Linked DNA regions of Mus musculus: regions 2, 3 and 4 are each linked to region 1. A link is a contact called in public Hi-C and HiChIP or PLAC-seq data. All regions are on one chromosome and are shown on one strand. The core of a region is the stretch at or near the end of the contact, and the rest is flanking DNA. Distances in the headings are between cores, read along the strand shown. Region 1 holds the start of Fam91a1 (family with sequence similarity 91, member A1). Region 2 overlaps Fbxo32 (F-box protein 32). Region 3 overlaps Fer1l6 (fer-1-like 6 (C. elegans)). Region 4 has its middle 11 kb from the start of Gm36193.

Evidence for each region. A called contact is a pair of places that touch in the nucleus more often than the background predicts. HiChIP or PLAC-seq counts read pairs in DNA pulled down with a chosen protein or histone mark.
Region 2: an H3K4me3 HiChIP or PLAC-seq map of forebrain shows a contact between it and region 1, with 4 times the contacts expected there. The contact joins the enhancer-like site here to the promoter of Fam91a1 in region 1. A contact is called at or near these places in 9 of 39 promoter capture datasets (the C10 cell line, the HPC-7 cell line, cranial neural crest and 6 more), 40 of 484 Hi-C or Micro-C datasets (the 3T3-L1 cell line, the AML12 cell line, CD4 T cells and 30 more), 31 of 115 datasets of contacts at active chromatin or transcription factors (the 230-238 cell line, the NIH/3T3 cell line, the SCID.adh cell line and 21 more) and 3 of 9 other capture datasets (adipose tissue, liver and pancreatic islet).
Region 3: a Hi-C map of the N1E-115 cell line shows a contact between it and region 1, with 5 times the contacts expected there. The contact joins the enhancer-like site here to the promoter of Fam91a1 in region 1. A contact is called at or near these places in 1 of 39 promoter capture datasets (stem cell-derived epiblast-like cells), 2 of 484 Hi-C or Micro-C datasets (the C2C12 cell line and the N1E-115 cell line), 2 of 115 datasets of contacts at active chromatin or transcription factors (the SCID.adh cell line and embryonic stem cells) and 1 of 9 other capture datasets (embryonic stem cells).
Region 4: an H3K27ac HiChIP or PLAC-seq map of embryonic fibroblasts shows a contact between it and region 1, with 3 times the contacts expected there. The contact joins the enhancer-like site here to the promoter of Fam91a1 in region 1. A contact is called at or near these places in 6 of 484 Hi-C or Micro-C datasets (the C2C12 cell line, the HL-1 cell line, adipose-derived mesenchymal stem cells and 2 more) and 3 of 115 datasets of contacts at active chromatin or transcription factors (the NIH/3T3 cell line, embryonic fibroblasts and pancreatic cancer cells).

Annotation. Positions count from the first base shown.
Region 1 is chr15:58,412,262-58,418,073 of GRCm38.p6, forward strand. Fam91a1 (family with sequence similarity 91, member A1) reads left to right here and starts at 3,207. Exons shown (of 24, transcript NM_145959.3): 1 at 3,207-3,516. The coding sequence starts at 3,445.
Region 2 is chr15:58,184,094-58,189,905 of GRCm38.p6, forward strand. It overlaps Fbxo32 (F-box protein 32), which reads right to left. Exons shown (of 9, transcript NM_026346.3): 7 at 1-171. Gm36112 (a long non-coding RNA gene) reads left to right here. Exons shown (of 3, transcript XR_003951636.1): 3 at 300-647. Among named protein-coding and RNA genes, the nearest start is that of Gm36112, 21 kb to the left of the region's middle. Within about 2 kb of position 2,843, at least 31 of the 459 cell types and tissues checked have an H3K27ac peak or open chromatin away from gene starts, as enhancers often do. A contact at or near this core is called in astrocytes, forebrain, hippocampal neurons and 2 more, where this site is marked.
Region 3 is chr15:58,576,591-58,582,402 of GRCm38.p6, forward strand. Fer1l6 (fer-1-like 6 (C. elegans)) reads left to right here. Exons shown (of 41, transcript NM_001370912.1): 16 at 1,285-1,375; 17 at 5,274-5,393. Among named protein-coding and RNA genes, the nearest start is that of Gm36451, 18 kb to the right of the region's middle. Within about 2 kb of position 3,356, at least 14 of the 459 cell types and tissues checked have an H3K27ac peak or open chromatin away from gene starts, as enhancers often do. A contact at or near this core is called in the N1E-115 cell line, where this site is marked.
Region 4 is chr15:58,254,019-58,259,830 of GRCm38.p6, forward strand. No RefSeq gene overlaps it. Among named protein-coding and RNA genes, the nearest start is that of Gm36193, 11 kb to the left of the region's middle. Within about 2 kb of position 3,078, at least 50 of the 459 cell types and tissues checked have an H3K27ac peak or open chromatin away from gene starts, as enhancers often do. A contact at or near this core is called in the C2C12 cell line, the HL-1 cell line, the NIH/3T3 cell line and 4 more, where this site is marked.

The sequences.
Region 1 (5,812 bases), core at 1,957-4,456:
CAACCGAATCCAAATGTGTGGGGTGATGAACTAGTCCTTAGAACAGGGATGAGCCTGTCTGAATTAAACCCATGGCCAAGGACAGGCCCAGAAAAAGTGTGAAGCTCAAAATGCAATTTCCTTCTCTCTGTTTGAGAAACTATTTTCTGTCCCCATTTAATGTCTGAGCATTTCAATCTCTGAGCATTTCTTTTTCTTTCAAATTACTCTCTGAAAAGGATAACGTATTTGTTCCTAACATAACATGTTCCTAATGCTGAGAAAGGATTATTCCCCGAAAGGGTATTTGCATTTGGAACTGGAAGAACGTGATTATATAAATTTATACACCACTTGTTTGGGTATGGGGATATTTTTTTCGGGATAGTATAGTAATATCTTATTGCTCTTGTGACAAATCACCATGTTAAAAGCTCAATATTAAGAATTTATTATCTCACAGTCAAGGAAATCAGAAATTCAAATGTCTTGGCAGGAGTGTTTCTTGAGGTTTAGGGAGGAATCCATTTCCCTTTTCAGCTCCTAGGAGCTTTCCACAGCCTTGGCTGTGATCCCAAACCACTGACGTCAGTTTCCATCGTCATCCCTGTTTCCCTGGTTAAGGACCGTATGATTACCCTATGCCATTTAGATAGCCCTAGATAATGTCCCTATCTCCAGGGTATCTTAATCACACTGCCCTGAAGGAAGCACTTCTAGGTTCTAGCCATGGGAATCATTGTGAGCGGTAATTCTTCTCCTCATAGGGCATGCTAATCTGGGCTCTGTGAGTGGAACTATCCAACAGCTCCTTAGTTAAAAGTTGCTGCTTCTCATTATCTCTGTTGACACTTTGGGGATGAATAGTTTGATAGTTTTTCTGAAGAGTAGATCACCAAGCCAGGGACAGTGTCACTTGCCTGTAATCCTAATACTGGGGCGATAAAGTCAGGAGGATCAGAAAGTCAGCAGTGTCCTCAGCTACATAGTGAGTTCAAGGCCAGCCTGGGCTACATGATATCATCATTACATTTTAAGAACAAGCTCAGGTTGCTCAAACCAGCTGGGTAATTTTCTCTAATCTGACCCAGTATAGTTGGCAGAGAAGGCGGCACATGGCATTTGCATGTCTGAAGCTATTGTTTACTCAGAAGGTGTCTTTGGGTGGGGCCCTGCCACAACCTTGTAGTTTCTGATTTCTCTAGAATGTGAAAGGCAGAGACCTGAGTCAGGAATGTAAAAGAATGGGATTTATTGTTTTCCAAAATGTCTCAAGGAGGTCACCAGCGCTGCCCAGGGAATCCATTTGGTAGTTGTTTTCTCCTTTCTGATGCCCAGGGAACTATCTTGTTCCTGGAGTTTCCACCCAGCAGGCCCTGCACCTTGTGGGTTAGTTGAGGGATGACCAGAATCGCTTTGCTTCCTGGCCATCTTGAGGGAAATGGAGACAGGTCAGTCCTTCCACAAGCATCTTGTATTTTTATAAATCAATCTGATACAGGTTCCCACTCTGAAGGAATTGCTATCTGTCTTCTTCCTGTCCACATAGCTTTGATCTAATGTTATCTCCTCCTTTAAAAATCTGCTCTTGGGGGCTACATACTGAGAGCCTTTATAATTCACCATGGTGGGATTTTTCTCAAAGGTCTGTACTTTACTGATTTGGCAGGCATCTATTCACCATTACTAGCTTCTGTTGAGTTCAAATTAGATTTATTATTGAAAATACAAAAAGGATGAATAGATTCATGCCCGGTTAACTGCTTTCAGCAGTTGAAATAAAGATTTGTAGGGATTTAAAAATGAAGATATCTTTAATTTTGTTACTTACATTATACTAGATAAAACGATTCTGAAGAATACTGTTTGTTCACATGCGAATTATGAAAAATGTAGGGGGTATTTATTTCACTAACTCTAAATGAACTTTCCTAAACTAAAGCAGGAGACAGAATATTTCTATGAAGGGTGTTCCTGAGGAATTCACAGGATGGTTCCAATAAACAGCCTTGGGCTGGGCCTGGACAGTTGGCCCAGCAGCTAAAATCACTTGCTTTTGTTTAGCAAAAAAAAATCTGAAATCCAACTTCTGGGCACCTGATATCTGATGCTCTCTTCTGGCCTCTGAAGGTACAAGGCACACTGGTGGTGCACACACACACACACACACACACACACACACACACACATGCAGGCAAAACACTCATACATAAAATAATACATTGTGAAAACCAGTGGGCTCTGCCATTCTGAGGGCTCTTGTAGCCCTGCCAACCTCACTTTCTTCTTCTGATAGGCCTAGTCGCTGTGGCAATGTTTCACTGACTGTTGAGGCAAGGGAATGATACATAGTAGACAGATCATACTTTTGAATACTGTTGCATTACTGGAGTTCAGAACATTTTAGCTACGTTGAGGAGGATCTCAGCAGGATAGGAAGTTACTGCGATCAGATAACCAGACCAATACACCTATGTAAGAGCAGTGTGTACCATAATAGTTTCAAATAATTAGATATAATGGCATGCCTCAGACTGGCCAGTTGTTGAGGTATGGATTAAGCGTCTTTAATGTTTTCAGTTCTTATCAGTAGTGTATAACAAAACATGACTTAAAAACATTGCTTTAAAATGAAAAAATAGACAAAGAACCACTGAAGTCTTGCAGTTAAATGAGTTTGCTTAGGAAATAAAATATACTCTGGAAGAAACCGTTCCCAAAGACCTCAGGAGAGCTGTAGGGATAACCATCCCAGTTCTGCGTTTAAAAAGGCGATCGAAGCAAGTTAACATTTCTGCACCTCAAATCCCTACATTTTAAGAATTTGGATCTTGGAAGGAGTCCAACGTTCTCCATCCCCAGGATACAGCGAATGCTTGGAAGGGATGACGCCGCTAGCGACTCTAGGCCAATGGGTGGGGGGGGCCCAGGCATACTCGGTGTTCTCTTGTTCGGCAGGGTGGCGAGAGTGGTTCTTTCATTAGAAGCGCTTTTGCTCAGACAACCGACAGAGCCATTGGAGACACACATTCGGGAAACTGAGTCACACAAACCCAGAGGTGCAGACCAGGGAGCCTCTGTCACCCCAATGCGCAGGCGCGGCTGGCTGGGCTCGGAGGGTCTCTGAGTCCCGCCTTCCTCGCACCGTTCAACCACGTGCGGGGGGTGGGGTGGGGGCGGAGCTCCACGCTCGGACCTAGGCCAGTGAGCGGAAGTGACGTCGGCACAGAGCCATTTCCGGCAGGCCGAAACTAGGAAGAAACTTGGAGCTGCCGAGGCGCGGGTCGTAGTTGGCGCTCCCGTCCGTGCCCCGTGGCCGGCGCCGCGCGGACCTGTGGGGGCCTGGCCATGGGGCGGCGCCGTGCTCGTGCGGCCTAGACGTGCGGGCTCCGCTGACAGGCCGGGCGCTCGCGGGCGGCAGGCGGCGTGGCAGCCGCGGCCGCCGCGGGCCTGGGCTCCGGCATCATGAACATCGACGTTGAGTTCCACATCCGGCACAATTATCCTTGGAGCAAGTTGCCAACGAACGTGAAGCAGGTATGGCTCCGCCCTGCTTCTCTGTCGCCTGACCTGCGGGCCGTCGGGGGGCTCGGGGAAACTGGGCGTGCGCTGTCTCCCAAGAAGGCTGGACGGGTGTCCCCCCGGACTCGCCTGGTACCTCGGCCTGCAATCTTTATTTTAATAAAGTCCCCGGGCCCCCAAACTTGAGAGTGGTGGGAGAAGGGAGTGCAAAGCGACAGATCACACGTACCTCCTCTGGAGCGTTTCTGGGGGTTAGGTTGCCTGCTTGGAGTTGCATGTGTAACTGAAAGCATTTAAAGTTGGCCCTGGAAGACCACTAAAAGTTACTAAGATGAGGAACGAAGGCCCTCCACCCCCGGGAAGAGGGAAGAGTACGTCTCCGGAGCTGTGAACAATCACCAGAGTTCGGAGACGTGTTCCGATCCACTTGGAAATGTTGGCTGGATGCGTGAGGGTGATAGCTGCCGAGGCTGACAGAGCAGTCAGGCCTGATTTGGAAGGGTACGTGTGTGGTTTGTGTTGTCGGACTTCGTCCTTTACACAGCCTGAGTTTATAAAGGATCAACGGGAGCATGACCCGAGGGGTTTTGTTTTTGTTTTTTAATCGAATGCTTACAATGAATGGTAGTTTTACTCAGTCGTGTTTACTGAGCATGCAGATAGTTTAAGGATCCTGCCTCCACGGAGAGTCTTTTCTGTCAGAGACAGAGTAAATGGACTGGTGAAAGAAAAGAACGGATAGGTGGTTTGAACTTTTACGAAGGCCTTGATGTGTGTGCTTACATGTATAGTATGTTTACTACATGCAATGCAGGGGTTCGCTGCCCACCGTTTCTAAGTTCCTCTGATTTCTGGTTTCTCTTGGTGGTGGGCAGCAGGTATACTTTTGGAATTATGGAATGGTGGTGGTAATGTTTTTATGATTCTTGTGATTTACTTTGAGTCCTAGTTCTAGAGAACGAGTTAAGGGTCTGGTGGACATCACGTGACAAAATACTTCTAAGACACCAGAACCCTAGGTGTGTTTCAGGGGCAAAGGTCTATAGGTTGTCAAAGATGTCAAGTTTCTGAAACTTGAAAAAAGGAACAAGTCTAAATCTTTGGGAATAAGTTCCTCTTAAATTTGAATGAGTTTAGCAGATAGTTTTTGTTCTTTAGATACATATGTTCTGAGACATATTTGAAGACAACTAGAGTAAATAGTTCATTTCCTTTTTAAATAGCTTATACCCAACTTAAATAATTGATTCTATTAGGATTGGCAAAAGCCTTCCCAAACTTAATTGTTATTAATACAATCATAGGACAGTGCTAAAACTTAAGTTCAAATATAAACTGATTAGTTTCTGCGTGTGAAACCACTGAAAGGCCCAGTTCTGAGTCAGGCTAAGTGTGGCCTTTGTTTCTGCAGACCTTCTCCAGCCTTCCCCTGGTGTCCTGAAGTTAAGGTCTACTTTAGATGACATCACCCTTCTGTCTGCTTTCTTATCTTCAGCACAGGACCTTCTCATTCTCTCCACACTACTCAGTAGTGTGGACTGAGGCAAGCCCAGTTTTCTACTGTCTGTCACTGTCTATAAACCCCCAAGTTCTAGCCCTCAGCTGTGTTGTCCCTGTGCTGTCGCCCCTCACACACATCACAGCTGTCACCCCACCAAGCTGCCTTTTCTGCTTAGATTCTGAGTTAGGTTTTGTGCCCTAAGCATCTGTGTACGTTGTTGGTTTTAGTAGCTGTTTGTCAGAAGTAATGAGGCATTGGCTTGAGATGACTCCTAAAATGCTATAAAAATCACAGCTATATTAAGAATAGGGATTTCCTTATGGTAAAGAAAGGATGTTTTCGGGATTTTTCTGTAATTTCCTAATATTAGGCATTCATTGTTTGACACGTGTAGGAATAATATGTCTTTTGATATTGAAAATACTAAGTATGTTGATATGACTTCCAGTAAGTTTTGGTGGGCTAATATTCGGAACTGACTCATTTCCACATTTTGAAAAGCTGAAGGAAGGAGACTTGGATTAAAAAAAAAAAATCTTACGAGCTATTAGCTCCCCCTCCCCTCCACCCTGGTGTGGATGAGCTGAGGAAAAAACTTGTTTTGTTCTATGGGTTGCAACCAGCCTTTAGAGGGCCTTTTAATTAAAAAGCTGTAGATGAGGGCTGAGCATGTACTGGGCCTTGGGCTCCATACCTAGCATGGGAAGACAAAAATGTAGGTCAGGCCATTGTTTTTAGGAATTTTCTATAGTTTACTAATATCAGGCATTTATTGTTTAACACAATGAATGTATTTAAAGTGAAATTCTA
Region 2 (5,812 bases), core at 1,593-4,092, 230 kb before region 1:
GAAGTGGTACTGGCAGAGTCTCTTCCACAGTAGCCGGTCCTCACTGAGCACATGCAGGTCTGGGGCTGCCTGGCCCAGGCTGACCAGGTCCCGCCCGTCACTCAGCCTCTGCATGATGTTCAGTTGTAAGCACACAGGCAGGTCGGTGATCGTGAGGCCTTTGAAGGCAGGCTACAGAGAGAAGGGTGGATGATAAGGAGAGAAGAGCCATTTTCCAGGCAATTTGTTCCCAGAATGCCCTGGTATTCCAATTGACTACTAGATTCCTAAAGCAGTAATGGTCTGTGTTCAATACGCAGAAGCAGGAGCCACGGAAGAAGCAGGAGCCACGGAAGAAGCAGGAGCCACTGAAGAAGCAAGAGCCACGGAAGAAGCAGGAGCCACGGAAGAAGCAGGAGCCACGGAAGAAGCAGGAGCCACGGAAGAAGCAGGAGCCACGGAAGAAGCAGGAGCCACGGAAGAAGCAGGAGCCACGGAAGAGTCTCCCAGAGAACAGCCTGGAGTGGCTTGGATGATGGTGGATAACAGGCTTTCCCTGTGTTTGCAAGCTTCTGCTCTAAAGAGCTCTTTAAACAGCACATGTTGGAGATATATATATGTGTGTGTGTGTGTGTGTGTGTGTGTGTGTGTGTGTGTATTTGAGGGGCATGGGTAGGGCAGGGGGTTTCTCAGTGTAGACCTTCTTTTTGGCTATCCTGGAACTTGCTCTGTAGACCAGGATGGCCTTGACCTCAGGGATCTGTCTGCCTCTTGCCTCCTGACTGCTGGGATTAAAGGCATGTGCCACCATTGTCTGGCTATATGTTCCTTTATTCTTGAGAATTTCATGTATGTATGTATGTAATGAAAATTGTCCATTCCATTTCCCTCCCCAATCCCTTTGTATCCTTCTCTAACAGGTCCCTCCTAACTTCACGTCTTTTTAAGATGATTGATTTTTGTTTTCGGCGTATGAGGCTGCATGTATGTAAATGCACCACACCTATGCTTTGTGCCTGTAGAGGTTACAAGAGGTTACAAGATGGTGATGAATCCTTTGGAACTGGAGTTATTAATGGTTATGAGCTGCTATGTGGGCACTGGGAACTGAACCCAGATTCTCTGCAAGAGCAGCAAGTGCTCTTAACCACTGAGCCATCTCTCTAGCACCTCATCGTTTTTTTTTCCTTTGACAACCCACTAAGTCCAATTAATACTGCCCATACATGCAATATGTGGGGGCCATTCACTGTCTGTATGTGCATGGTGTGGGGCCGTCCACTGTCCAGTGCATGGGAACATACTGGATTTTAATACTTCATTCACTTCACTATTAAGCTGCAAGACTCACTACCTTCCAAAGTTGCTACTGCCCAGGAGAGGTGGCCCAGGCAGACCCCTGGCCTCCCATCTCACCATCCTCTGTGGCTTCCTCAGATTGTTCCATTTCTGGCACCCAAACCACATCTTGACTACCTGGGCACAATGGCCTCACCCCTTCTCTTGTCTCAGATTCACTTCAAACCCATTTCCCTTGGGCATGGTGGCACACGTCTTTAATCCCAGCACTTGGGAGGTAGAGACAGGAGGATCTCTATGAGTTTATGGCTAGCCTGCTCTATAAAATGAGTTCTAGGAAAGCCTCCTGGTTGTCCTACACAGAGAGACCACATCTTAAAACAAAACAAAACAAAAAACAAAAACCAAACACCTTAGAAAGCAAAGCTATACAAAACAAAACGAAATGCAACTATTTCTTCTGATGACTCTTTCTGCTTATGTATTTCCTAGAGGTCTCCTTCATTACACCTTCCTAGAATTTCCAAAATCTCCTCAGGGGACGTCTGTAAGTCTCTCTCCTGCACTACCCCTTTCCCTCAAGAAACACCAAGTTGCATATTCCTTTCAGAACCTAAAGTCCATTGTTTTGGTGTTTGTCACACCATAAGCACTCAATAAAAATATTAGTGCAATGGATTAAATCCAAATAGTTAAACAAGACCAAAAAGAATAACCCAGAGACCCCGTGCTTGTGCATGTGTGTGTGTTGTCTATAAGAATATATGTATGTGTTTGTATACATGTATGTGGATTTGGGCATGTTTCTGTTTGAGTTTATATACATGCATGTTTCTGTATATGCTTGTGTATCTGTGTGTACACACTGGGAATGGTTGGCCCCAAACCCTTTGAGCTAAGCTACGCTGTAACTGAGGCAGCTCTATTCACATCATAGGACATTTAATTTTTTTTTTTAAAAAAAAACTTTTATTTATTCTACATGTATGTGTGTTTTGCCTGCATGTATGTATGTGCAGCCCATGGAGGTCAGGAGAGGGAATCAGATCCCTGCAACTAGAGTTCAGATGGTTGTGAGCCACCATGTGGGTGGGTGGTGGGAACTGAACCCAGGTCTTTTGCAAGAGCAACAGTGAGAGAGTTCTCTAGCCCCTGCAGGGAATGTTTTAAAAATAGCTCATCTACATAGAGTACTTGCCTGCAGTCAACCATGAGCTTCTGAAGGAACCAGCATTATACCCCCAAGCTTATATTCAAGACCTTTCTTATTTTACATTTTAATGATCTCAAGATACCTCACCTAGACCTACAGCCCTGAAGGCAGGTGTAGCTTGCAGGCCTTGGGGACTAGTCTAGCACAAAGAGGGCCCCTCCCTCATTCAGTGTGGCCCAGGTGCAGAGCTGCACAGGGGAAAGCAATGCTCTGGGAATAGGGATTATTTTTTCATCAGATTTCTGGGGGAGAAACTGTAGGAAGCAGAGCAGAGCCCAAGCACATGGGAGCCAGCCAGGGTTTTCTTGGTACCAGGCTCACTGCGATTCCCAATGTGGGTTAGTCTTGGCAATCATCTGAGTCCCTTGGCAGGCAGGACAGGTACTAGTGGGAAGATGGGCCACAGAGGGACTTGACAGGGTTGTGAGAAGACTAGACGTGTCATGGGAGGGATGTCACAGGGGAGGGATGTCACATGGGCAAAGAGCAGATCCAAATGGCATCCCGAGGAGCCTGGGTCTCAGTTTCTCCAGCTCCCAAAGCCTGTGCTTAGAATACTAATGCTGATCCTGCAGTGGACTCAGGCCTCCTGTTTCTTCAGAAGTGCCTGTGACCTGACAGCTTTTACAGCTCTCTTATACCCCAGGCTGTTGGGCTGAACTTTCAATTGTTTGCAATGTTCAGGACTTGGTATGACTGCAGAAAGCCCTCGACCTATCTGTCGTTTATCATCTGCTGTTGATCATATGAGCTAATAAAACTGCCATGGGATTTTCTTTTTGTTTCCAGCACTTCAAAGCCTCTACTTTTTTGGTTAAAACTCCCAGGCCAATTATTACATTAACTCCCATTAAAGGCACGCTTGCTTGGCAGAGTTTGCTCTGTCAGATTTTCAAACCTGAACTTTTCCAAAACCCTTGCCCAGACCTCAAGCCAAGCCCTTACTCCTGATAAATGGTTAACTGCTTGCATGCCTTCTTCCTTTTGAATATAAACATATAAAAGGAAACACACGTCACTCCTGCAGCCCCAGTCGAGCATTTGGCTAGACTCCGTTTGTGCCTATCCCAGCTCCCATTTTCCAAAACACTGCTTTGCCCACAGCTCTATAATTATATCTTATTTTTCCTACAAACCAGGGCTCTTAATTTTGTCCTTCATCCTTCATTATATAAATTATGTCTGCCAATAAAAATTGGCTTGAAAGAATTCGATATGAAGATTTCTAAGGCAAACAAGGTTCTATGCTGGGGCAATGGTGGCAGGACTCAGGAAAAGAGGAAGCACTGACTATGAAAGACGCTTGAATATTTTCATGGATTAACATACTTCTCTTTCTGACAAATATAAAAATACAGTCCTGACTGAAGTAGAGTGTTCTCATTTTCTCCTCCCTCCCTCCCTTCCCTCTCTTCCCTCCCATTCCCCCCCAGGATCTTACAGCCTAGGCTGGCTTCAAGGTTGTTAGGTAGTTGAGAATGTCCTTAAACTTCCCATTCCCCTGACTGCACTTCCCAAGTGTGCTGAGATTACAGGCCTGAGCCACCAAGCCCCTTAAGAGCTGGGGATTTATGTTAGACGCTCTTCTTTACTGCTCTCAGAACAATACAGCTTAGAGCCCCCTAGTGGGTTCAGGAAAGAACAGAGTGTAGAAAGGACCAGGAGTTAAAAGTGAGCAGCCTGGAGTCTGATGATGCCAGGCCTTCTGTGTAGAGGCCTCAATACAATTACACTCTGCCTGCCGCCATGTTTTTGGTTTCTACATCCTTGAATTCACTAAGTCACAGATGGAAAATACTCAGAAAAAAAATGCATCTGAACTGACTGTGTAAAGCTCTTTTTCTTATCCTCGTGTCCTGTGTACATAGCACCCTACAAGGTTTTAAAACTGGGCTAGATATGGTCAGCAGTGCAAAGGAGGATGTGAGTAGGCTATTGTACAGTCACTAGCTACTGTATGCATGATACTTTCATCCAGGGCATCCTCAGGGTGTCTTTGAATCTATCCCCTGTGGATACTGAAGATGATCTTTCTCATTTCCAAAACAAGGGATAGAGTATCCTGCTATGTGACTGGGTAGAAGAGATGAGATAACATGCAGACAACACTCAGCACAGTGTCCAGTAAATTCCAGTCATTTATCTTAATTACAATTAATTACTAGATAAGTTAAGTATCACATGGAAAGGATTTACAGTGTGTGTGTGTGTGTGTGTGTGTGTGTGTGTGTGTGTGCAGCCAAGCCCTTGATCATAACACCTAATGCATCTATATTAATGCTTACCACATTCTAGGCCCTGTTCCAGCTGCTGTCTGTAGACTCGCTTATGCAAACTCACGCCTATGCTAAATCTCACACAGGGCTATGAGATGGCCTCTATTTTCCAAATGAGGAAAGTGAAACAGGGGGAGACTGAGTACTACGTCCATATCTTGCAGTTGCTAACTTATCCTTGTCATCCAGAATTTAGGACAATCTTCTCCTCCAATCCTGTCCCTCCGAACCCTGAACGCGTACTTCAGCAGGCGGGGGTGGGGTGGGGGGTGGGGGGCTGCCTCCTCAAATACACATTCACCTCTTTGACTAAAATCTATTCACCTCTTTGACTAAAATGCTGCCTCTGCCAGGCACAGAGCTGGAGGTGACAGTGTCCTTTCCTTTGACAATCAGAAAGCAGTGGGTGGAGACAGACCTATATGTGTATGAGATCATTTTACCTAGGCAGAGCAGTTCTGAAGAAGACCGAGTGATAGGGGCTTTAAGAATGGGATGGACCAGGACGGCTGGGAGCCCAGGGGCCCTGAGGTAGTGTGCAGAGAAGTGTGGGGTTCTGCTGGAACACCTAGCACAGATGTTGGAGGAGATGCGCTTTAGTGTTGGATCTCTTCTGTTTCATTGGATGAAGGAGTAGCTTTTTTTTTTTTTTAATAAGCTGGATCAGTGGATAAATACATGGAAGAAAACTAGATGGGGAAAAAGTTTGGAAGCCACTGATGGCTAAGCACACTTTGCCATTTTAGGAATAAACAGTCTGAGCTTCTGACTTCAGTCAGCTCTTAGCCTAATTGCTGTGTAGTGCCTAGAAGGTCACTGGAACCCTCGGGTCCCCACTTCACTGTCATCCCGTGCAGGGTAATGGTAACTGCAATGGCTGCTTTTCAAGGCTGTTTGGGGACCAGCTAAGGAGGGTCTTAAGGAAGAAAGGTCACAGAAGTGCAAGGAACGGGAGATCAGCATAGGTGACGTACTCATCTCAGGCGGCCAGAGGCAGCAGAGCTCAAAGTCCCTAGAGGGCAGATGTCATTGGAACAAATGGGCC
Region 3 (5,812 bases), core at 2,106-4,605, 160 kb after region 1:
TTTAGTAATCACAGGGATGCAACAAGAGTACTCCCAACGCAAAATATGACCATCTTACTCTTTATAAAAAGGAACAGGAAATGCAGTTTTAAGAGGATCCCCAAAGAGAGTGTGACAAGGTTTCCAAAAGGTACCAGGCAGAGCCTGGGTGGAGTCTCCCATCCTAGATTCTCCTTTGTAAATTTCCTTTGTAATTGTTTCACCACACAAGGACCACACGCTTATTGTATAATATGTGCATCTAGATTCCATATTCACAGTCCTGTTATGGATATATTTTCAGTTTTCTGTATATTCCTACTTTCAGAGAAAAGAGGTTAAATTTTTCCTCCTGGACTAGTTTTCCCTGCCTTTGCAGACACATATCCTTACATACACACTCATAAAATACATCGTTTCTTCCAAATGGCTGCAGATATTTGCCCAGCAGTTGCTCCTACATTTGTAATATATCCCAGGCAACTTCACACATGGATATATCATAATGTATCTTAAACAATAGTTCATTATTCCATTTATTCTAACACCATGGCAAATACTCTATAAATATATTCTTAAAAGATCATTCCACTATTTCCAAAGGACAAGAACTCTACCGTAATTTTTTAATCCAACTATGCACGTGTTAAAACATACATCAGTTCTATCAAGTATTTGTAAACAATAAATAACCAGTTATTTCTACAATAGCCCACACTTTCTATACTCCCCCTTACCACCACTAATTGTGGATAACATTACTTTTATAAGTGAAGTCTCATTAATTGTAATATCATTTAAATCATCAGTAAAGATAATATGTTCATTTATATTTCTTCTTGAATTTTATTCATAGCCATTGTTATTTTCCTTTTTAAACACATTTGAAATTTCATCTCCAAAAATGTTACTCTTCAAGAAGGTGGGGACATATCTCAGTCTTGATTCTAAAAGATCTGCTCTATATGTAACATTTCAGAAAAGCATTGGTGTGTCTTAAATATGTAAGACTGTATTATTTCATGCAAATTTGTAGTGAACTTTGATAGCAGTTACAATGAGTTTGTATGAAGTAGAATTCGAAAATCTCAAACTAATGCAGGGCCTGGGTATCATTTTCAATTTTTTTCTTAGTTAGAAACAATTAGCACACCATTGTTTGAACCTAAATTTAAAAACCTGGGTTTTGTGGATCTACCAACTTTTCATTGTGCGACAGAGAGTAGATTTTTTTTTCTCCAAATCTCTGGAATCACACAAATGGATTTTCACTAAGCAAGCTGCAAAACGGATCTTCTCTTTCAGAGTTTTTATCTCTGAAGCAGAAAAGAAGCCAAAGACGCTGAACCAAACTGCATTAGATAAGAAACGACTCACGCTCTGCTGGCAAGAGCTGGTATGTGCAAACCTATTTATATTTTGAACACAGCTAAAGCATGTGATTTAAAAATAAACCTCACAGATGCCGCATAGGTCGCAGGGCAGACAAGGACAAGGTTTAAAGGACATATTTTTCTGTGAGGTAGAAACAGCAGTGGAAGAGAATGTGTGTTGGCTAGGAACTCATCTCTTGGAGATTCATGGTGATGAGCTACAAGTCCAGGAGCTCAACTTCTTATTCACATGGAGTCCCCTGCCCTTGTTGATTTCTTCCGAAATTTGCACTTTGCTAAAGCTGGGCATTTAGGAAAAATAGATGCTCTTCCAGAGGACCTGGGTTTGAGTCTTAGCACATGGAGGCTCACAACTGTCAGATCCGGAAGATTTGCTGCCCTCTTCTGGCCCCAGCCGTCATTACACATGCAGATAAACCATGCACACACATTTTCCTTTCAAGGCTAGGCTGCTAGATTCTTTCACCTTGATGTCTGTCCCACAAACAAGAAGCTAAAAGAAGTAACAATTTTCTCCTCTCTCCCCACTGAAAATCCGGGTTAAGGGTTGCCAGACTTCTGGAGGACAGGTGGCTACTGATGCCCCTCTGTGCCCTGCCTACTAGCACGGTGTTTGTAGATGCTTAAAGATACCTTACAGATGCTCAGTCCTTGTGGAATGAGTGATGGCTGAAAAATGCCAGCCCAAGTCAGACAGACCCTGAAATATCTGACTGTAAAGTCCCACCAATAACACACAAGGGACATTTGGGCAACGCTGTGATAATTCTATTAATAGAAATCTCTTAATATTTGACTTGTGTCAGGGGGATTAAAAGATATGATCAGGATTCAGAAAGATCAATTTTTTTAAAACCCTAACTAATCCAAGTCCAGAGGCTAAAGCTAAACCCTTCCTTCATCTTTCTTTCTAGAATATTTATTGCCTGTCCCCTAGGATGTTCACGGAAGCTGGCTTCCATCATCCTCCAGGTCTTCCTGCTTGGTCCTCCCTCTGGTCCTCTAGTTGACTATGCTGCCTATGCCTTGACTCCATTGCATATTCTCGGCAGAGCTCTGCCTGCTTCTTGCCTACCAACTCTGGCTGGACCAAGTCCACAACATCAGTGTCTTTATAGTGCCTTGTATTTGTTACTCTTCTCACCACAGTGAAAGGGTTTATTCCGGCTGGGCTTTGAAAGGTTAATGCTCAGTCATGGCAGGACAGGGGTGGTGGTGTGCATGGCTGAGGGAGTGTGTAGCTGAGGCACTTCCCATCTCATAGATCATGAAGCAGAGAGAAGGATGACAATGTTCGGTGGGCTTCCTCCCTTTTATTCAGATTAGGTTTCTCAGCAGATGACAGTGACCAGCCCAGCCATTCAGGCTTAGCTCTTCTCTCCTCCTTAGAAACCCCCCCACGTACTTACTCAAAGCTGTGATTCATCAATGCCCAAGGTATTTAATTGAGTTGCCAATAAAACGTCACCATCTTAGTCTCACGTCTCTTGTCTCTAGGGCAGTATCTCTTGCCTCCTAAAGGAAACCAGATGTCTTGGAACACTTCCCACTCAGTATCTTCTACCGATCTACACCTTTCCCAACTTTCTTCTCCTTCCTGTATTGGGATACCCAGCTGTACTTACTGATTCAACCACAAGCCTGTGATCAATGGTGACTTTTTAATCCCTCATTTTAAACCATCCGTGCAACCCTAGATCCTGTTGATTCTCCCCCTTAAGCATTCCAGAACTTACTTCACTACTCGAGCCCCTGAGAACCTCTGGTATAGACTTTGCAGTAGACTTCCTCTAGCTTATCTTCCATTCAAGAATCAAAATGGCTTTTAAAACAAAATGCAAGGTGATTACTTGTTCTTAGCAAATCACTGAAGTTTGTCGATGTTAATAAAGTCTGGATTCCCTTTGCACGGCATGCAGAGCAAACAGTGTATGACCTAGCATTGTGGCCTTGTCCTGCAGTGTGCCCTCACTCTGGAATTGTGTTCTGACCAGCTGGACGCTTGCTGCTTGTATATCTGCACATGTGACTGCTCCCTCTGTCAGGGCTGTCATTTGTTTAATTACTGACTGATGGATTCCATATGGGTCAGGTCAGATTGAGATCCTCCGGGAAGCTTGGCTTCCCCCGTGTCTGATCTCATGAGGCTTTATACATTTATTTGTATATATTGCTTTCATTTCACAAAACTGTCAAAAGAACCATAGTGTACAGCTGTGTTCTCGGTACCTGGCAGACAGCAGGTATTCATTCTTTTGGTCAGCATTACCAGAAGGCTTCTTATATGTTGGGCACAGACAAAGTGCTAGGAACACAAAGCTGAAAGTTCTTAGTGTTTGTCCCTGAGGAATCCATAAATGGCCTTGCTTATTCATTCTGAACTTACTTACTACCCTCTGTGTGCCCAGGAGGTACCGTATGTCACAATGGTTGTTCAGGATAAGGACAAGGCAGGAACCCCCTGTCCAACTGCAGATTGGACAGGAGAAGACAGAATGCAGGCAGGCAAACGACACAGACATAAAAATAATCTTAGGTTGTGATTATGAAGGGAAACTCGCCAAACCCACAGAGAACAGGAAAATATTTGACAACCTATAATTCCGTGGCGACGTTTAAACCGAAGCTACATGAAGTCTAGAAAGAACATTTGTGCAATAAGATCTGTGTGTTATAGCCTTAGGGTAGAGCAGCCTTGGCATGCCCCAGGATCTCTTGAGGAGCCATGAGTCTGGGGCACAGTGGGAGAGGAGAGAACGCTATGAGACAGATAGAAAAGCACAGCCAGCTCACAGGGCCTTAGAAGGTACTGTAAAGACTGTTTTTATTTTTAAACAAATCCTGTAAGTATAGGTGGAATGAATGAGTAAAAGTAAGTATTGCCTTTGCTTCTTTCCTCCCTTCCTCTGTCCCTCCCTGTGCCCTCCTCCTCCATGTCCCTCCATGTCTTACAATACCTAACACAAGGCTGATCCCACATCTCCCAAAGGCAGAAGCATGAAGGCATCTCAAAGTTGACATCTGGCTTTAACTAGTCCTCTCTCCTACTCTCAGATTTCCTCCCCATCCCATATGCCTCACTGGGAAGGACATCCTCTAATCCTTCCTTTCTTGGCATGGTCTCATGTAGCCCAGGCTGAGCTCAAACTTTCTTTATGTAGTTGAGGATGGCCTCCCTCCCAGGTGCTGGAGTTACAGAGGTGTACCACCATGTCTGGGTTATAAAATGATGGTGTTTGGCATTTAACGCAGATGTTTCTCAGATGGCACCTTTGGCTGGAAGCATCCTTCATAGTTCTAAGTTGAGAAAGGGACATACATTCTGGACTGATCTGGAGATCGGGCCCAGGAGCTGTGTGGCTTTTTTTTTTTTTTCACCTTAAAATGGAAATCTTGGTACCCACCTCAGAAGGTCACTACGAAGAGTAATGAAAGAAAATTGCAGGCATAGAGTAATAACTCAACACAGCTTAGCTGTTGTTATTAGAGTTCTTATTAAGCACCAGGGAGCTTAGTTCAGCGACTGTCTCATAGTCACATGGTCTGGACACGCTTCTGCACTTCCTAGGTCTCAAACATCTCATCTATCTACCAAGGCAGAGATGGTACCTACTGTCTTTACTGTGGTAGATTTCTTGTGGACTCGGTAATCAACTCTACAGGCAAAGCTCACTGAGGATATGGGGAAGAAAGCTTTCCAGAGAGGGTGAGATGAGTGAATCGAACTCCTTTGTCATTTCTGTTCAATAGTCAATGTGCACGATGTCAGACCCAAAGCCAGTCCAGAGAGTAGTGCCTTAGTGTGGGACTTGCAAACACCTCAGGACGATCCAGCGCAAGGCAGGGTCTGTTGCCTAGACTTCCGGAAAGATCTACACCACAATTCTTGTCCTTTTTTAGAAGGCAATGGCCGACGAGGCTGAAGGGGTCATTCGGCAACAGAAGAAGAAGCTCTCTCTTGATGAGATGATCCGAGAAGCTCAGAACTTTGTGGAGAAAATCCACTTTCTTGTGGATGAGGTAATCAACGCTACAGGCGAAGCTCATTGGGAAGAGAAGAAAGAAAGTTTCCCAGAGAGGGCGAGCATTTGCTTGGGGATGGAAGGAGAAAAATTTAAAATCAAGCCAAATATAGATTGTTGATTTCTCATAAAGTCAGAGTGTTCAACAGAGTAAAACGCATGTCCCCTATCACAAGAACTGTCCAAGCAAGCATGTTGATGGTGGGAACCTCGAGGGGTTTTCAAGCATAAGAGAATTTAAACTCATGTTCAATAAAGATTAAACAGTATCTATTTTAAGGATAGTTGTGAGGAAGGTTTTCTGGTGTCTTCTAAAAATGATCTTTAAAAGGCATCATACTCACTTCTGTCAAATACGGATTCTTTCTTGAATCCTACAGGTGTGGACAGACTTCCTCCACCACGTTTGTGGGGGAT
Region 4 (5,812 bases), core at 1,828-4,327, 160 kb before region 1:
CCTTGACATTACCCAACACCAGGTGCTTGCGTGCAGTCAATGTGAGTGGGCACCAATTAAGTGAAGTTAGAGAAGCCTGGGCAGTCATTTGGCCATGGGGTGAAGAGGAAGGAAAGGCAGGCATGAATGAGTTGACTGAAGTCCCTGTTCTCTTTTACCCTTTGTGCAATCTTGGGCAAATCACTAGACTTGAGGGCCTCAGCATACTCATCTGTGTGATGGGAATATTGGCAGCAGCAGTTGTTGTCCCAGGGCAGTTGTGAGGCAGCCTGACTGGGAAGAGGACTGTAAACAATGTAATGGCTGGAGATAAGCGTCATGGTGGACTCTTGCCAAGACCACTTGGAAAGGCTGGGGATTCCCACAGGGCAGTCAGCAGTGTCTTTGGCCTTCAGATGGACTCTGAGCCCGGAAGCTGAACTGGCTGAGTCAAGATGTCCAGGAGCTCCAGTTATCACTGCCCTTCTTTGCCCCACCCTCCTCTAGGCTCCTTCTGCTCGCTCACCTAACCTGGTGATGTGTCAGGCCAAATGTGGCCTGGTAGCCTGAGTTATCTGGAATCACCTTCCAAAACCATACCTGCATTTATGTGTCAGTGGAGGGAAGAAAAACAAGAGAGGGTACAGGGGATGCAGAAAATACGCACGCAAACAGTATTCTCCCCTCCACTACCAACCTTGAATTTGGCTTGTGGTTTCCCAAGGTTTTCTCCACTCAGTGCCAGCCTTGCAGAGAGAATGGAGATCTACTGGGTTTGGTTTGAGGGAAGCCAAAGACCCTCTCTCATTCTCTCAGATTGGCCTGGAATTTTCCCACCGGAACTTTTAGTTTGATGCTTGTATGTGCTCTGTGAAACATAATTTACCATTATTAACCTCTGAGTTTAGAGTGGAGGGTCAGGGACACAGAAGGGGTCATTTGGGGGGTTGGGAAGACACCGTTAGGAGCTATCTTGAAAGGATATCCTGGGGGTGGAACACCGTGTGAAGGCTTAGGGAAGGGACCGCAAGAACTCAGCCAAGGTTGAGGGGAGGGAGGATGGAAAAATTGAGACAGGGAGGTGGGAGCAAGAGGTGGAAGGCCTTGTTAAAAAAAAAAAAACAACCTAATTTCACCATAGGTCTGCACAGAGGGGCTGCTCTGCCTTAGCAAGCTCATTACTACTAATTAGTATTAGTGGAAATGTAGTTGATGTGTGCTTGTGTGTGATGGATGAATGCCTGCACATATGTGGCTCCCACCAGTGACGATGCAGAGGGAGGGCTTTTAAGATACCTTCCTCTCTCTGCTGTAATGTCATGAAGCAGCGTCTCTCCTTGAGCTCAAGATCACCATTTTGTCTAGACTGGCTGGATAGCAAGTTCCACCTGTCTCATGCCTCTCCATGCTGGCGTTAGAGACATGCCGGCTATGCCTGGTCCTTTCCTATGGAAACCAGGGATTCAAAATCAGTAAGCCAGGCACTCCTGCTTGCATAGCAAGCACTGCTATGCACTGGGCTATCTCCCCAGCCCGGAAATATAATTTACTTTTACTTAAACTGCAAGGTATCTTTAATGTTGTCAAAATAAAAATAGTCCTATTGATAAGTCAAATGTACTTTAATAATAGTGTTATAATTTTATGCATAAGGCAATATGGAGGCTTGCTCTGGGTTTCTCTGCTCCATGCTTTCTCCCAAGCCTATTAGTGACTGCTGCATGTGTGCTTGTGTGCACTCCTCTCTGGAGTGCAATAAATTCTGCAGGCTGAGCCACCTTTCTTAGCCCTCGGAGTCTCTTGGGATTTTTTGTTTGGTTGCTTGCTCTTCCTGCCCAGAGCTGAAGTGCTGTCTGAACTTTCATTTTGCTCCGGTTCCATCCTTTTTGCCTAGGGAGATAGAAAACCGTGTCTTCGTTATCAGCGCACCCCTCAAAGGGTGCCTTCTAATTGTTGAGTTGGATGGCACACAGCCAGCACACAATGCATTCTGTAGTGATTCAGAGTCCCAGAAAGAAAACACCCAGTCCTCTACCGCACACCTGTCTGTGGTTGGTTTGCCAGAGGGCTGTGAGGTGCCCCACTCTCCCAGGGAATATCTAGAGTTTAGATCAAACATCTTAACTACAAAGGAGGCAGAGTGGGAAATATGTTCCTTGTCTGAAGAGTTAACACCCTGTTCCCGGTTCTATACAGTGCACAGGGAGGCCAAAGAGTATATCGTCGATCAAGTTTGGCTTCTGCTACCAGCCTGGTGCAGCCTCTATTACTCTACAATCCTCTAGAGACTGTGTTCAGAGCTTTGCTTTAAAGCCAGGTGAACTCTGAAAGCACAGGAAAGCACACCTAGGAAAACCTGCAGGGCAGTGCTCTGTACAGCACAACAGAAACTTTCAAAACTTCCTATTTAGAGGGACTCAGGGTTTGGGGAGATGGTCCAGTCAGTAAGCTGCATGCGCATACATCAGGGATCAGATCTTTAGTAAAGAGCCAGGCACAGCAGCGTGCTGCTGTATTCCTGTCCCCAGGAGGGCCCCTGGAGGTTGCTGGCTAGCTAGTCTTGCCAAATTGGTGAGCTCTAGATTTAGTGAGAGATCTGTCTCAACCAATAAGGTGAAGAGAAGAGAGGAAAATACCTGAATGTTATGATGTTAACCCCTGAATTCTACACATGTGCAAATACACATGTCTGCACCAGAACCTGCACATGTGCGTATACACACCACACACACACACACACACACACACACACACACACACACACACACACACAAACGGGGTAGGGGAAGGGAGCAGGAGAGACTACTTTTCCCCAAATTCCTCTTTCAATATTTAACTACCTCCTTATGTCACCCCTGGCCTCCCTACTCCCATGGCAGCTTCTCAAGGGATGGAGACAAATCATCTTTGGGCTTCTCCCCTGCTCAGAAAGTAGGGGGAGCTAATTAGTGTAAATCCGCTCTTTCTCCCCTTACATCTAGAACCTTAGTGAACAGGAAGTACGTATTACTCATAGGTCGAAAATTAAGTGTGCTCCATGCTTAGAATTCCTGGGTGACCTCAGTCTAGGAATCCTTCAGGGTAACGTGCGGTGGCCAGTGGTGTGTTGGAACCAGTTTAAACCAGTCCACGGAGTGTAGCTCTTCCAAGCCTTGCTCTCAGGGATTGGGGTAGTAACGTGAACCCTGCTGTCCCAGGAGTATTTACACCACGGTAATCAGTAAACACTATATGCCAGGGCTCCCAAGCATAGACTTGTTGAGCATTTACCAGGGCAGCAGACATTGACACATGGCTTGTGTACGAGACCTCAGAGGAGCACATACCTGGCTTTCTGTCCCACATTTATATAGAGTATTCTACAGGAGACACCAAGTCTAGGTGGCTGGAAGAGTTACTCTCTGGTCCTCGTGCTTATTCCAGTTTAGCTTTGTCTCTTTTTCTTTCTTCATCTCACTACTGCTTATATTTTCTAGTACTGCCTTTTTCTGGTTGATTCTAGATCAAACCTGAAGCTAGTTATGGGTCATGTTTTGTTGTTGCTGTTGTTTGGGTATTTTGTTTGTTTGTTTGTTTTGTTTTTGTCCTTGCATGTTAGTGGTTCTCCACAGTGGCTATGAGCTAAAATCATCTTGCTTGAGCTGCACCCTAAAGGAGAATCAGAAGAGACCAGGTTCTACCATGCCTCTCTCAGCTACATCAGGTTGACTTGAATTCTTATTCTTCCATTAGTGGAAGGCTCAGGCTCCTTCTTGCTTACATTTTGAGGTTACTTCTCCTCCTGAAATCTTGTATCTGATATACTGGTCTGATGTAGGAATCAGTGTGCCATTTGGGGAGGCTTCTAGTCTCATAAAGCCAACCATATACTCCTTCCCCCTCAGGAAGCTCTTCCCGAGGCTTCAGACTAGGTTAGATTTGTCTGTTGCATTCTCTTAAAAAAAACCACCTTTGGGGCTAGAGAGGCTAAGAGCGCTTGCTGTTTTTCCAGAGGACCCAAGTTCCATTCCTAGCACCCATGTCAGGTGGCTGACAAGCGCCAGGAAAGCTGGCTGTAGAGCAGAGGTTCTCAACCTGTGCGTTGTGACCTCTTTGGAGCTGCATATCAGATGTTCTACGAATCTTATATTTACATTACTATTCATGACAATAGCAGAATCACAGTTACAAAGTTGCAAGAAAACAATTTTAAGACTGTGGGTCAGCACAACATGAGGGTATTAAAGGGTCTCAAGTAAAGAGCCATGAGGAAGGTTGAGAACCACTAAACATATGCACGTACTCACACACACACACACACACACACACACACACACACACACACACACACAAGAATTAAGTAATTCTTGCCACAGTGAATGGTCCCACAGTCATGCCTATAAAGGCAGCACTGATTGGACCTGGAAATTATTAATAATAACAACAAAAAAGTGAGGATTTGATGTTGGGAGGAGGAAGGTGGGTGATATAGGGGGAGCTGGGGGAGGTAGTGATCAGTACATTTCATAAACGTACAACTTCATAGTACAAATAAAAATATTATTAGAAATCACCCCATCCTTTTCTTTCACAACAGTTAAAACAGTCTCGTATTTATAGATTTACTTTTGTCACTACTTGATTAATTATATATTGTATGCTTGAAGAAGACATAGATCGTGTCCTTTTTTATCTTTAACACCACTGGACCAGATGCATACACACTCCAGCTTGACTTGGGAGAGGTGTTGGCAGATAACGGTTAAAGGTTAAAGAGATACCGATGAGAACGAAGGTGACTGGGTCACAGAAAGGAGAATGGAAAAACACACCCATAGTGTTCGTATGTGTCCTGTCTCTGGTTCCTTTCCCTCTCCCTCTTAGCCTGCCTTTTTACTTCCCAGTGTACTTAGGAGGTGACAGAAGCCATCACTCAACTCCTTAGTTACACCTCACTTAAAGGACTAGCTTAGACAGACTCTTTTGGTCCCAGCTCCTAGGTGATTGGTTCACATGGGTTCAGCTGTTTCATGCTGGTTTAAATAATACTTCTGGATACAAGATAAGGGTATGGATCCCAGGAGCCCTTTCAGGCAGGTGGCACACCCAAGGGGTTGTAGTCAACATGGCAGACACAAAGATAGAACTACAGCCCGTTTTTTGTTTTATTTTTTTAAATTACTCTGAAAAGTAGAAATTAAGCTTTGAGTGGTGGTAGGGAACCAGGGGAAAGAGAGCATGTGAGTGCAAGGGGCCCATCCTATCAATGAGTGGGCTGCTAGCTTGTCTCCCTTCATCAGAACTTTAGACTCTTAGTCCCACGGGTCTAGAAAGGACAGTCAGTCTCAGGACTTTTCCTGGCTGCCTTTGGGCCTTGAATGCCAATGGAGAGAGAAAATTAAACAGACTGGGGCCCAGTCTGTAGAGAGAAGCTGAGTCATATGAATCAGTCATCGTCTGCAGTGGGTGTGGGTAGGAGAGAGAGAGAGAGAGAGAGAGAGAGAGAGAGAGAGAGAAGAAACTTAGAGCTTTCAGGGGAAGAGTCTGCTGAAGAACAAATATCCTAGAAAGTGAGCTGCCTACTGTGTGAGCTCATGCCTACTGTGCAAGCTCAGAGATGCTGGGGTCTGGTCTTGACATGGATACTTATAATCAATTGAGGCATTTGGCTGTAATGGTGAAAAGACAAATAGTCTGTTGTTTTAAGGAACATAGATGGGACTCAGAATACAAGCAATTATAAATGATGTGGTTGGTGAAGCACTAGGGGGGGGGGCGTGTCACAAGGCACACAGATGGGATACAAACTCGTAAGTATCTGAGAAATCTTTATGTAGATGTTTAATTTTTTTAA